3 separate regions of the Pan troglodytes genome follow, and all the other regions are linked to region 2. A link is a contact called in public Hi-C data. All regions are on one chromosome and are shown on one strand. The core of a region is the stretch at or near the end of the contact, and the rest is flanking DNA. Distances in the headings are between cores, read along the strand shown.

Region 1 (4,248 bases), core at 955-3,454, 130 kb before region 2:
TGGGCCTTTGCCCCCCATCTGCTGTGACTTATTTGCTGGCAATTAGCCCACTGCAAAGTGATTTCTGAGCATTTACCATGGTAATGTCTCAGATCAGCATCCAGACATTTCCGTCCATCTAGTTTCTTGCTCTTTATCTTGGTGCCAGGTTATTGCCCTGGCTCTGCTGACCCTAGAAGAATATTTTTACTGTCCCTTTTCTATGCTTAGACATGTTTAGATCCACAAATATTTACCATTGTGTTATAGTTGCCTCTAGTATTCAGTTCAGTCACATGCTGTTCAGGTTTGTGGTCCAGGTGCAATATGTCATACCATATAGCCTAGGTGTGTAGTAGGCTATGCCATCTAGGTTTCTGGAAGTACACTCTATGATGCTCACGTGACAAAATCAACTAAGAACACATTTCTCAGAATGTATACCCATTGTTAAGCAATACATGACTGTGTGTCTGTAGGCCATATATATTAATATATATATAGTCATTTGAGATCAGTCTATATACAGTGTTTTGTACCCTGTATTTTCTTTAATAATATATAATGAATACATTTTCCCCATTACTAGGTACTGAAAGACATAATTTTAAATGACTACATAGTACTCATTGTATGAAAATGCTATTATTTACTTAACCTCTGTGAGACTTTTTGGCTGTTCCGTTTCCCCAGGATTCTAAACATCACTGTGTCTTCTTACATGCATTCTTCCACACTTCTTGGTTGTTGCCTTAGGATATGTTACTTTAGGTAGAATTCCTGGGCTGCGCTGAAGAGTAGAAACATTTTAAAGATTCACATTCTTGCTTGTTTTGCTGTTCGCCTCTTTAGGTACCATATTTTTTAGGTGTACAAAATTTATACACCTGATTTTAAGTTCCTGGGTATCAGGGTTCATACTTCTCTTAATTTTGTATTTCCTTGCAGTCCTACTTACGGGTGGCAGGGCTCCTCAAGGGATGGGTGTACCAATGACAACCATGAAAGTATTCTAAGGTATTCCCTAGGACTCCGAGAAAAAACATGCATCTTTCCAAAGGGAAAGAAGGGATTAGACGTTAGCATCCTACTCCATGTCAGATCCAGAGCACCCGGGGGAACTAAAGTTCGTGGATGGAATACAATGACACCTCAGAAAAGAAACACTCCTTTACTTTGGTGGAGGCCTTTAAACTTTTGCGGGCTCATTTTGTCCGCCTAACTCGCCCAGCCAGGGTGCAAAATGGCCACTTAGGAGCATGAGTGAGGTGCCAGCGTCCCTACAATCTAAGGAGCAGGGAGTCATCACTGGGGTGCCTGCCGCTCTACCTGTTTGCGACTGTAATAAAACACTTTCTGGAGGCCGAGGGACCCGCTTCATCCTGACTTTTCCCCTCAGTAGCTAGAGAGAAGGCGGCTGAAAAGAGGAGACAGAACTGGTGCTGAGTGGGCCTGGAGCTTCCGAGGCAAGGGAAAGAGGGAGAGGGCTGCAGTTCGAAGTCCAGACGCGCTTTCCTTCCATTCTCTTCCCTTCCTCCCTGCCCTCTGCGCCCCACTTTCCCCTTATCGTGGGTGGGGGCTTCTGATTTGCTGCGGAGCCCAGAGATGGTGGGGTTCAGCCTCCGCACTGCTTAGCTAAGTTCCCAGCCCAGCAGTCCCAGCGGGGCTGTTTTCGGTAACCAAAGCACTAGGAATTAACCTCTCTCTCGGCCTCTTCCCTTTCGGTTTCCTTCTTGGGTTGGCTGGAAACTTCACCCAGACACCGAAGCAGCTCTGCCCGGCCTTTTGGCACAGGCCACCGGCCGAGGCCCCACGGGGCGCTCTCCTTCCCCAGGTGCCCCCGACTCCGACCCTGCCCTCAGGGGCTCGCCCGGGACGCGTTTTCCCAGAGGCCGCCGGGGCGGGGTGGGCTGGCTGGCGGGAAGAGGGGGCCGCGGCCCAGGCTCGCCCCGGCGCCGGCCCGGTGGGCACGCGGCCAGCCTCCGGCCCCGACTCGGTCCCCTCCCGGCGCCCGCCCCAGCCGAGGCCCCCTCCCGGCCCCGCCGCCCGCCCGCGGGGGCGTGGGAGCGCCGCAGGAGCAGCTGGGACCCGGGCCGGGCCGGGCCGGCAGGCGGCGGCTGCGGCCTAGGGCTCCCGCGCGGCCACCGGCCTCTCCCCTCCCCCTCCCGGAAGCGCGGGGCGGGGTCCCCGGCCGGGCCGTGGGGGCGGGCGCGGGGGCCGGGCCGGGGCGGGACGCGCTCGGCGCTCGCGGGCTCGGCGGGCTGTGCGCGCCCACTCCGGCTCCAGCGGCCAGCGCGCGCGGGCCCAGGCCGCACGGTTCCAGCCCAGCAGTAGCGGCAGCGGCGGCGGCGGCAGTGCGCGCGAGGCCCTGCGCCTCCAGCAGCTCCTCCCTGGCGCCGTGCATGGAGACGCGGCCCGCCACCCGCCGCTGAGCCCCCGCCGCCCGGCCGGGACCCGCCAGGGCTGGGGTGGCCTCGGGCTCCGGCCGGCCCCGCCGCCCGAGGGCTGCGCGCGGCCCGCGGGCCTCGCCGCCCCGCGCGGATCGTCGCGGCCCGGCCGTCCCGTCCCAGCAAGTGGCCGTCCTGAGCGCCATGGCTCACTCCCCGGTGCAGTCGGGCCTGCCCGGCATGCAGGTAGGCGGGCGCGGGCCGCGGGGCCGGGATGCGCGACCCGGGCGGAAGCAGCAACTTGGCGGTATCCACACGGCGTCCCCCTACGCTCAGCCGGCCGGGGTCGCGCCGGAGCCTGGCTCCCCGCGCGCCCGGCTCGGCCGGGGGTCCGAGTCCGAGTCCCTGGGCGTCCCTGCCGGCTCCGGCGGCCGAGGTCTCCGGCGTGTGCGTGCAGGAGCCGTAGGGACCGCGGCCTGGGTCCGGATGTGGGGGTGCGGGCGCCTAGTCCTCCGCGCTCCCCTCGCCCCAACACTCTTCCGGAGCTGCAGGCCCTGGGTGGCCCTGTCCCCGGGAGAAGTGAGGTGGAGTGATGCCCTTGGAGGCCCCCGCTGGGTCCCGGGGCCCTGCGTGGGGGCCGGGTTGGCGGAGGGCCCCAGGACGCGCCCCCCAGGCTCGTCCCCCACCCCCGGGCGGGCGGGCGGGAGACCTGGGCAGGGCGGGGACGGGGAGCGCGCCTGGACTCGTCCGGGCCCGAGCGGAGTAGGCAGGGTGGAGTGGAGGAAGGTAACCGCGAGTTCCACTTGCAGTGGCTTTGCCCGGAGCCCCCGTGCACCTGCGGACCGGGGGAAAGTGCGAGTTGCAAACCTTCTGGAAGGAGGAATCCCTCGGACAGCCGCGCACCAGGGTCCCGGGCCCGGCCCCGGGACCCTGGACTTTCACTTTGAGACTTGGTTGCATTTACAGGAATTCTTCGCCCAGTAAACCTCTCTTTCGGTACTTGGTGACACCTTGGCCTACCAGTGACTTTTTGGGGAGTGGGAGAGGAGTTGAATTTCAAATTTACATGTATAAGTTAAAGGTTTTTTTGTTGTTGTTGTTTTCGTTGCCGTTGGGGACTGCTTTTAGCCCTTTGAAAAACAAAGCTACCGTCCTTGGCTAACTCTTGTAAACTTTGTAGGCGCAGAAATGGTGGCAAAATGCTTAGGATTGAAATCTTAGGATGCAGTTAGGATATGTCATGAAAGTTTGCTCTGCCAGTTTAGCTGAGTGAACGTTAAGTGTTTGAAGAAAACCAAAAGCATCCAAGTAGATTACTGGTTGATTTACAGATACCAACAGGCTCCTTCCCTGTGTCTTGAGGGCTGAGAAGCACAGAGCCCAGACCTGGGACTGCCTCTGGGGTCTGCCCGCCTCTTCCAGTGAGATCATCCCTCTCCCTTCTTTTTTTGAAACCGTAAAAAGATAACTGGATTTCACTGTTCAGGTTTGAATTCTGGAAAAATAGGAACTCAAAGTTACCACTTTAATGGCAGCTAGAATTTTAGTCCAAGTGTGTGTGTGTGTATATGTGTGTGTGTGTGTGTGTGTGTGTGTGTGTGTATATAAGCAGTATATATATGTGTGTATATATGTTTAAGCAGTAAATAAATATATAAGCAGCAACAGTTAAGTTATTATCTTAAGAGTGACTGGGAAGATGCTTGAAGAATATTCTTTTGTCCACTCTCATTTAAGGAGCGTTGAATTTAGCATGCATTCAAAACCTAAACTTCTGCTGACTGCTGGGTAACAATCAGATGTGGTTTCTTGGTATTTTCTAAAGCCGCTTTGGTATGAATTTAGAGGTGTGTAGGTCAGAGTGAACTGGGTGAAAAAAGTA
Region 2 (4,148 bases), core at 58-2,557:
CCTTTCGAACGTGTACTCGCTTTCCGCCCTGAAGTAGTAGACGTGGGACTTGAAGTGCAGCTTGAACACGTAGTCTTTCTGGATGTTCTCGGACTCGGAGGGGATGGTGAGCGAGTAGCCGAGCAGAGGCAGGCTGGCAAGGGGATGATTGTCCTGGAAAGGGGAAACAAAGCAAAGTGGCTTTTCGGGGGCAGCTTCTGCTGCTGGGCCTGGCTGCTGCCCCGCATCAGACAGGGACTTGGGAGCCCAGGCAGCTCCCTCCTCGGGCGTGGGCCTGGAAGGGACCATGGCAGCCAGTGTTTGCCTGTACGTGATGGCCCAGGTGGCAAGTCCCGCCAGGACTCAGCTGTAGATAAAGCCAACCCCCGTCCCTTGTCCAGGCAGAAGACAGGTGGCCCTTCCTAGGGCAGAAGTTGTCCTTCAGTGGATGATAATGTCAGTCTTCCCTAGAGTTGAGGGCCTCGGGTGGACAGGGCCCCCCGCCAGCATCCCTGTCATCCCCGTGACACCTGGAGCCAAAGAGGCCTGAGTCCTTCCAGAGGAGGGCGGCCCCCTCACCTCATGCTGCCACCCCCAAGGTCCCAGGGCCACCTGCCCTGTGCGAGACGCTTACCTGGTGTGACTTGTAGAAGAACAGGCAGAAGTTTGTGAACACCACCCACAGCTTCTGCCACCCGTTGCTGTTTTTGAATTTCCTCAGCAGGTTTCCAGACAACTGATTCTGAAAGGCAAGGAGGCCTGTGAGAAGCACAGCGGGCACCTGCCCCAGGAGGGCACAGAGAGCAGCTCTCCCTGCACCAGGGCCCTGGGCTGGGGCATGTCCGTGACTGAAGGATGTGGGCCCCCCCACTCCCCCGTGTGTTGGGAGACTTGGCAGGTCCTGGGACCCTGATCTCATCACTTCCCCTTGTCACTTGCTGTGGGGCATCTTGGGGTCCCTGTGTCCCCCCAAAAGACACGTTGAGGTCCTGACTACCAGTACCTTAGAACACAGGCTTATTTGGAAATAGGCTCGTTGCAGGGTAACTAGTGAAGATGAGATCACACTGGGGTAGGGTGGGCCCTAAATCCAACGGGAGTGGTGTCCTGAGGAGAAGAGCCACCTTGGGGGGAGAGGGGTGTGCCCTGTGACACCGAGGCAGAAATGGGGGCGCAGGACCCCATGCATTGCCAGCAGGCGGAAGCTGAAAGAGGGAAAGATACATCCCAACAAGCTCAGAGCAGCACTCGTTTTGAGGGGCCGGGCACCCTGCCCAGGAAGTGGGGCCTGGGGTGCATGTGAGCGGCTCCCACATGCCCTCTAGTGGCCCAGGAGGCAGTTGCAGCCCTGCCCACCTCCAGGCTCAGGGCCGGCCCAGCCCCTGGAGCATTGTTAGGATGCACTGCAGCCCAGCTAGGGGGCAGGGACAGGCACCTGTGTCCATGCTACCTCCAACAACTCTGAGCAGGCCTGACACACTGGTGGCTCATTTCGTCCCTTTGCCAAAGTGACATCACCAGCAGAGACTCAAAGCAGTTGCACCACCTTGTAAAGGCACTTAATACCACTGAATTGTTCCCGTAAAAATCGTTAAGTTGGCCAGTATTGTGGTATAGCTATTTTACCACAATAAAAAATACAGACCTCCGAGTCTGCCTCATTCCATCTCTCTGGGTGCCCCTGGCACTAAGCTTCTGTGCTGGGAGCTGGGATCAAATGGTCTGATGTCCCTGCCCTCCAGTTGCTCAGGGAGGGTCCAGTGAGAGACATGGACACTGACAGTAGGTCCGTGAGGGGCTGCAGGATGTGGGGGACCCCGCAGACAGGGAGAAAGGGCGTTCCAGGCCAGGCAGGCAGCTCCAGCCATCCACCCTCCTCCCCCAGTGGCAGAAAGGAACAAGAAAACGCAAGGCTCCAGGTTCCCAGAAGGTCCTGGTGGTGGCCAGGGCTGGGCTGATGCCCATGCGGCATCTTGGGTCATGCAACATGGAGCAAGGAGGGTGGCACACTCCCCTTTCCTAGGTATTTTCATACTGAGTCACATAATTTTCACACAGCAGCCAGCCCACAGTGGGGTTCATACATGTCACCCATCACAGTCTGGGCCCCTTTGTTTCCAAAGCAGCTTCCTTAGCGCTCTCTAGCTTCTGCCTGGCCATTCCAATAGCCTCTGGAAACCTCTTTATCAATAGGCACATCCAGCGGCCCTTCCTCGCTCCCCACGGCCAGGCCGAGCCTCCCGCTCCCCTGTGTCGGGTCCATCCTGGCCTCCAGCGTGTTACGGGCCCTGCGCGCCACGAGTCTCCTGCCCTGCACTCAGGAGGCCGAGGCCATGCTGGTGGCTCCCAGACCTGTCTCCATTCACTGCCTTCACGAGAGGGTCAACATCCTTGTTCAGAACCAGACCAGCCTGCCCTGTCTCCTCGTGGCCCGTCACTGGGGCCACCGCTCCTCTGCCTTCTTGGACCCCATCCCCTCAGACCCTGCTGTGGGTTGAATTGCACCCCCAACAAGTCCAAACCCTCCGTGCCTACAATGGTGACCTCACATGGACACAGGGTCTCTGCAGATGCGATCGAGTCAAGGTAAGGTCACTAGGATGAGCCCTAAGCCCAACACGAGCCGTGTCCTTAGAAGAGGATATTAGAGTGCAGATGCAGGGAGGACAGCTGGTGACACGGCAGACCGGAGCCCTGCAACATGGGTGGAGTCGGGGACCCCCGAGAAGAAGACTGCCGCAGCCACCAGATGCTGTCAGAGAGGTGGGGACATTTTTCCCTCAAGGCCTCCCAAAGGAACCCACCTGCCAGCAGCTTGATTTTGGACTTCCGGCTTCCCGCACTGTGGGAGATGTTTCTGTGGCCTCACCCAGTCTGAGGTTGGTGCCGTGTGACGCCACGGGGAACAAATATAACCCCCGTGCCCGCCACTCCCCGGCCTCACTGTCCCTTCCCTCCTCCCGGTCCTGTCTGCACCGTCCTTTCCCTCCCCTGCCCCACTGTCCGTTCCCTCCTCCTGGTCCTGTCTGCACCCCGTCCCTTCCCTCCTCCCAGTCCTGTCTGCGCTCCGTCTGCTGAACAACTTCCCTGCTGTCCCGTCTCGCCACTCCAGCCTTAAAAGACAACTCGCATGGCTTTGCCTCTGGCCCTTCACTGGCTCTAGTGCCCACAGGCTGGGCAGCCCTCTGGCCATCCCAACATCTGACCCCACCTCTGGTGGGAGCCCCCAGACCTGCCGGCTTGCCCACAACTTTTAGCAGAGGCCAGTGAGGCCACACGGTCCCCAGATACGCCCCTTCCTCACGTGTGCCTACACGAGTCAGACGGGAGCGGGAACTGGGAGAGGCTGGGCACGGGACTGGGGAGAGGAGGCTGTTGAGTCAGGAGGAGATGGAGCTGCTTTGTCCTGTCATGCAGGGAGGAGGCCCTGGGGATGGCTCATCTGCAAGTCAGCGAGCATTTGACATCTGGCATGCGAGGGCTGCCTGCCACCGACACGAGATTGACGCCACGTGCCTTGGGAGGGGGCTTTCTGGCAAGGAGGGACATCTGCAAAGTGATAGAGCAGCCCGGGTCCCTGACTGTACTAGGTGGTCACTGCCACCTTCAAACCCCACTGGCCAGTGGCTCACTCTCCTGCTCTCTACTAGGGTCAGCAGACTTTTCCTCAAAAGGCAGACGGCAGATATTTCAGGCTTTGCAGGCCAAGGGGCAAAACTGAAGACATTATGTAGCAGCCATTAAAAAAAAAGTGAAACCCATTCTTGGTTCGCAGGCTGTAAGCCACCAGGCCGGGGCTAGATCTGGCTGGGGGCCAGCGTGCCCCTGACTCAGTGCCTTGACCTGATCATGCACACGGAAGGCTGCGACTGTGTAGATTTGTTATCCAAAAAAGCTGGGCTGCAGGTGGCTCTGGGCCACCTGGACCCCACTTGGGTATTTGCTGCCTCGTTGAATGGCCTGGGTGCCTCCAGGTATGTAAAAAGCTTTGAGGCCTATGACAAACCCCAGCCTTGAGAGTCGTAATTCACACATTGCTGAGGTCAGGACGAAGCAAGGCCAAGACGGTTCCTCCCCAATGGCGGCGCCACACGTCGACTGGCTTCGTTTCAGACACACGCCCACAGGTGAGATCTGATGAGGCCTCGTTTCCCATGAGCCTATCGCAG
Region 3 (4,142 bases), core at 1,142-3,641, 230 kb before region 2:
CAGAGGGACAGAGGTTGTGACTGAAAAGGATGGGCAGAAGGCGCTTCCTGGGATGGTGGCATGTGAGCAGCCACTTCAACAAGGTGAGGGCAGAGAGTGCCTGGCAGAGGGGCAGCAGTGCAAAGGCCGGAGGCGGGGCATGCCTGGTGTCTTTGAGAGGCCAGCACACAGGATCAGGGGGAGTGAGGGAGAGCCAGAGAGCCCAGCACACAGGATCAGGGGGAGTGAGGGAGAGCCAGAGCCCAGCACACAGGATCAGGGGAGTGAGGGGAGCGAGAGGCCGGCACACAGGATGTGGGGAGGGGGAAGGAGGGAGAGCGAGAGGTCAGCACACAGGATCAGGGGAGTGAGGGGAGTGAGTTGCTGAGGGCGGAGAGAAAGGGTGTGTCTTTCATGTTGGGCAGGCCAGGGTGAAAGCCTGGGCTTTTGAGATGTCTCCAGAGGGTTTTGGGCCTAGAAATCACGTGACTGCTGTGTGGCAGGACCCCTCTAGCTACTGTCTTAAGAATAAACTGATCTGGGCGTGGTGGCGCATCCGTGGTCCCAGCCACTTGGGTACTTGGGAGGCTGAGGCAGGTGGATTACTTGGAGCCTAGAAGTTGGAGACCAGCCTGGGAAACATAGGGAGACCCCATCTCTACAAAAATTTTAAACATTAGCCAGGTATGGTGGCACACATCTGTGATCCCAGCTCCTCAGGAAGCTGAGGTAGGAGGATTCCTTGAGCCAAGGTGTTCGGAGCAGTGGTGAGCCACGATCGCACCACTGCACTCCAGCCTGGGCAATATAGGCAGACCCCATCTTGAAAAAACAACAAAAAAAATTATTAAAGAATAAACTGAAAGAGGCCAAGTGTCCATGCAGGTTCCCAAGTGACCTTCCAGGAGGGTGGCTCTGACTAGGTAGGTGGCAGTGTGGTGGTGAGAAGTGGTGGGATTCTGGATATACTTTGGAGGTTGATGGAGCCAACAGGATTCTCTGACAGATGAAATGTGGGAGACAAGAGAAAGATATTTGCTACTTTCAGCATGGCCTGTTCTAAGGGCTTTGAGCATTTTATTCATTTAATACCCTGAGCAGCCCTTGGAGGTAAGCATATCAGCATCCTCATGCCACAGATGAGGAAACTGAGGCACACTGTGGTTCAATAACTTGCTCGAGATCCTACAACTCTGTAAGTGACAGAGACAAACCCAAGCTTGATGATGGCTTTCCTGTGCCTCTGTTCTCTCGAATTCTGAGAGTGCCTGCACCTTGGGAGGAAGCAGAGAGTCAACGTTTGTTTCCAACAGAAAGAGAGGTGACTGCAGTAGTCTGTGATTAGAAACAGAAACCACAGTTGGGAAGTAGGAAATCCAAGTTCCCATCTGCCTTCCTGGTTAACTAGTCTAGGTATAGACTTCCAGTCTGTAATCATATCAAGGTGGAATTGCTAAGAAGAGCATGTTTTCTGTCTCTCCCTCTCTCTCTCCCCACCGCCCCTCAGCTCACCTTTATAATTCTGTTATTTGCCTGATGTGTTTCTTCAGAAAGAACTTGAGGACACTTCCAATCCCCTTCACACCCTCACCGTCATAGGAGCAGGGAAGGCCTTGGAGACAGGCAGCCCCATCTGCGGCACAAGGACCTGCGCTGCCTCTCAGGGAATAGCACAGAACGGTGGTGAGAACGGAGGTCGCAGAGTCCAAGATTTGGATTTAAGTCCCTAAGTAGGGAGCTCTTAGGACCTGTGTGATAATGGGCAAGTTCTTAGAATTCTGAGCCTCAGTCCTCTCATCTGAAATATGGGGATAATGGTAGTGTCAATGTCAGACAGGTGTTGCCAGAATTTGCCTTAAGGGGACGGAACAACTGCCCTCGTTGGTCCAGGACTGAGAGGATTCTCAGGACAGTCCTTGGCCAAACAGGATGAGTTGGTCACTTTAATTTAATAAGACAATCTATGTAAAGTGCTTGGACTTGGCTCATTGAAGTGCTCTTAGATGCTCCAATGATGGTATCTCTTCAACAACATTTATTTAGTAAGCACCTACTATGTGTTCAATGCTGCGTGATACACTGGGGATAAAAAATAGATAAAGCCCTGCCCTCAAGGAGTTTGCAGGTGTTCACGGAATGCTCAGAGCAAATCCGTGGGGTCCAACCATGGCAGGGTTAATAGTGGGGCTGTGTCTAAATGGGAGGACAAAGGTCAGGCACTTCTCTCAGCTGTCCCCAGCAGAAGCCACCAAACAGAGCAGTGACCTCAGTGGCTTCCTGTTTCGAAAACATGGGCGTCTGAGAAGCCGGATGGCCCCAGGGTGTGGTCAAATGACCACGGGTGCTTTGCCAAATAGCTCTGGGCAAGCCCAGCTCCTGGAGCTTTTCTTTAGACTGAGTGAGGTCCAGGCAAACTGTTTGCAAGTTCCCCAGATTGGCCACAAGGTGGCAGGAAAGCACACTTGTAGGAAAACATGGCAACAAAAGGCTTTTCTCAATGTCAGAAATTAGGAATTTTTTTGTGCGTACACATCAGAAGGCCTGTCCGAAACTGAGTATTTGTATTTCTAGAAGTTTCAATCTTGGGACTGGCCATAGCGGACTTGCAGTCTGTCTGGACTCAGGTAGGGATTCCAGCAGGGATCGCAATTCCTCCAGATGGCACCAGACATCTTGTGGAAGCAATGGGCTTTACCTGAATTAGGAGAAATTCAGGAAAGAAATTCACATTGACAAAGCACTTCCTACATGCCAGGGTTTGCATTATTTTACATATGTCCTCATCCATTCATTCATTCAACAAATATTTAGTAAGCATTACTATTTTCTAGGCACGGATGTAGGCCAGATAAACTGACAGAGAGTCTAACGTCAGGTGTGGATAAGTGTCATAAAGCAGAAACAAAGAGAGTAGGGAGGCAGAGAGTAATGAAGGCTGATATTTTAGTCAACTCTGATGAGTATTCTATTAATTTCAGTATTTGAAGAACCTTTTGAAGGACTCCAACCTGGAGGCCCATTGTACAGCAGAATTCAGAGAAATCCTTCTAAAACTATGTTGGGTATTGACCATTTTTGGTTTGGGTTAAAAAACAAAAAACAAAACAAAAAACTATGTTGGGGTCCCCTTCATCTCTCCACTTTGTCACCTCCTGTACCCCATATCATCCTCTTTCTTGACTTAGAAAGAAAGAAGACCCTTTTTTTGGTGGGGTACTTTTCTGTAGTGACTTCCTGAGAAAGGTAATAGGGGAGGTAAACTTTTTCTAGGGTCTTGCAGGTCTGAAAATGTTTGCATTCTCCCTTCTCTTTTGCTTGACATTTGACTGCGTATAGAATTCCAGCTGGAGACCACTTTTCCTGGTAATTTTTTTTAAAGAGATGGGCCCTCACTATGTTGCCCAGGCTGGCATGCAGTGGCTATGCCCAATCACGATCCCACTATTGATCAGCATAGGAGTTTTGACCTGCTCCAATTCCAATCTGGGCCAATTCACCCTTTCCTAGGCAATCTGGTGGTCCCCCACCCCCAGGAGGTCACTATATTGATGCTGAACTTTGTGTGGACACCCGATTGGCATAGCACACTACAGCCCAGAACTCCTGAGCTCAAGCGATCCTCCCCCGTCAGCCTCCAGAATAGCTGGGACTACAGGCATACGCCACCATGCCCAGTGTTCCCTGGCAATTTTGAAAGTATCACTCCACGGTTTCAGCTTTCAATGCTTCAGCTATTGAAAAGCCCAAGGCATTCTGATTGTTATGGATCTTGTGTGTAAGAATGTTTTTCTCTCCAGAAGCTTGTAGAATCATCTGTTGGGTTCTAGAAATTTGAAATTTCATGATATATCTGGCATGGGCCCATTTTTAACCATTGTGCTGATGCTCCAGTGGCCCTTTCAAACTGGAAACTCACGTCCTTTGATTGTGGGACATTTTTATGAATTTTTCATTTTTAATTTTCTCCCTTCCACTTCCTCTGTTCTCTCTGGACTCCTGTTATTTAGAGGTTAGTCCTCCTTGACCAGCTCTCTAATTTTCTTATCCTTTCTCTCCTGCTTCTTTTTCTCACTTTTTTTTCTTTTTAGACAGTCTAACTCTATCGTCCAGGCTGGAGTACAGTTGCATGATCTCGGCTCACTGCAAGCTCCACCTCCCAGGTT

Evidence for each region. A called contact is a pair of places that touch in the nucleus more often than the background predicts.
Region 1: a Hi-C map of stem cell-derived neural progenitor cells shows a contact between it and region 2, with 3 times the contacts expected there. The contact joins the promoter of STK24 here to the enhancer-like site in region 2. A contact is called at or near these places in 2 of 7 Hi-C or Micro-C datasets (blood and stem cell-derived neural progenitor cells) and 1 of 1 datasets of contacts at active chromatin or transcription factors (stem cell-derived excitatory neurons).
Region 3: a contact with region 2 is called in a Hi-C map of stem cell-derived neural progenitor cells, with 6 times the contacts expected there. The contact joins two enhancer-like sites. A contact is called at or near these places in 3 of 7 Hi-C or Micro-C datasets (blood, induced pluripotent stem cells and stem cell-derived neural progenitor cells) and 1 of 1 other capture datasets (stem cell-derived neural stem cells).

Annotation. Positions count from the first base shown.
Region 1 is chr14:104,183,414-104,187,661 of NHGRI_mPanTro3-v2.0_pri, reverse strand. It overlaps STK24 (serine/threonine kinase 24), which reads left to right and starts at 2,204. Exons shown (of 11, transcript XM_016925468.4): 1 at 2,204-2,612. The coding sequence starts at 2,571.
Region 2 is chr14:104,048,585-104,052,732 of NHGRI_mPanTro3-v2.0_pri, reverse strand. It overlaps FARP1 (FERM, ARH/RhoGEF and pleckstrin domain protein 1), which reads right to left. Exons shown (of 27, transcript XM_063792622.1): 25 at 614-721; 26 at 2-153. Among named protein-coding and RNA genes, the nearest start is that of STK24, 130 kb to the left of the region's middle. Within about 2 kb of position 1,307, at least 7 of the 24 cell types and tissues checked have an H3K27ac peak or open chromatin away from gene starts, as enhancers often do. A contact at or near this core is called in stem cell-derived neural progenitor cells and stem cell-derived neural stem cells, where this site is marked.
Region 3 is chr14:104,281,985-104,286,126 of NHGRI_mPanTro3-v2.0_pri, reverse strand. No RefSeq gene overlaps it. Among named protein-coding and RNA genes, the nearest start is that of SLC15A1, 81 kb to the left of the region's middle. Within about 2 kb of position 2,391, at least 6 of the 24 cell types and tissues checked have an H3K27ac peak or open chromatin away from gene starts, as enhancers often do. A contact at or near this core is called in stem cell-derived neural progenitor cells and stem cell-derived neural stem cells, where this site is marked.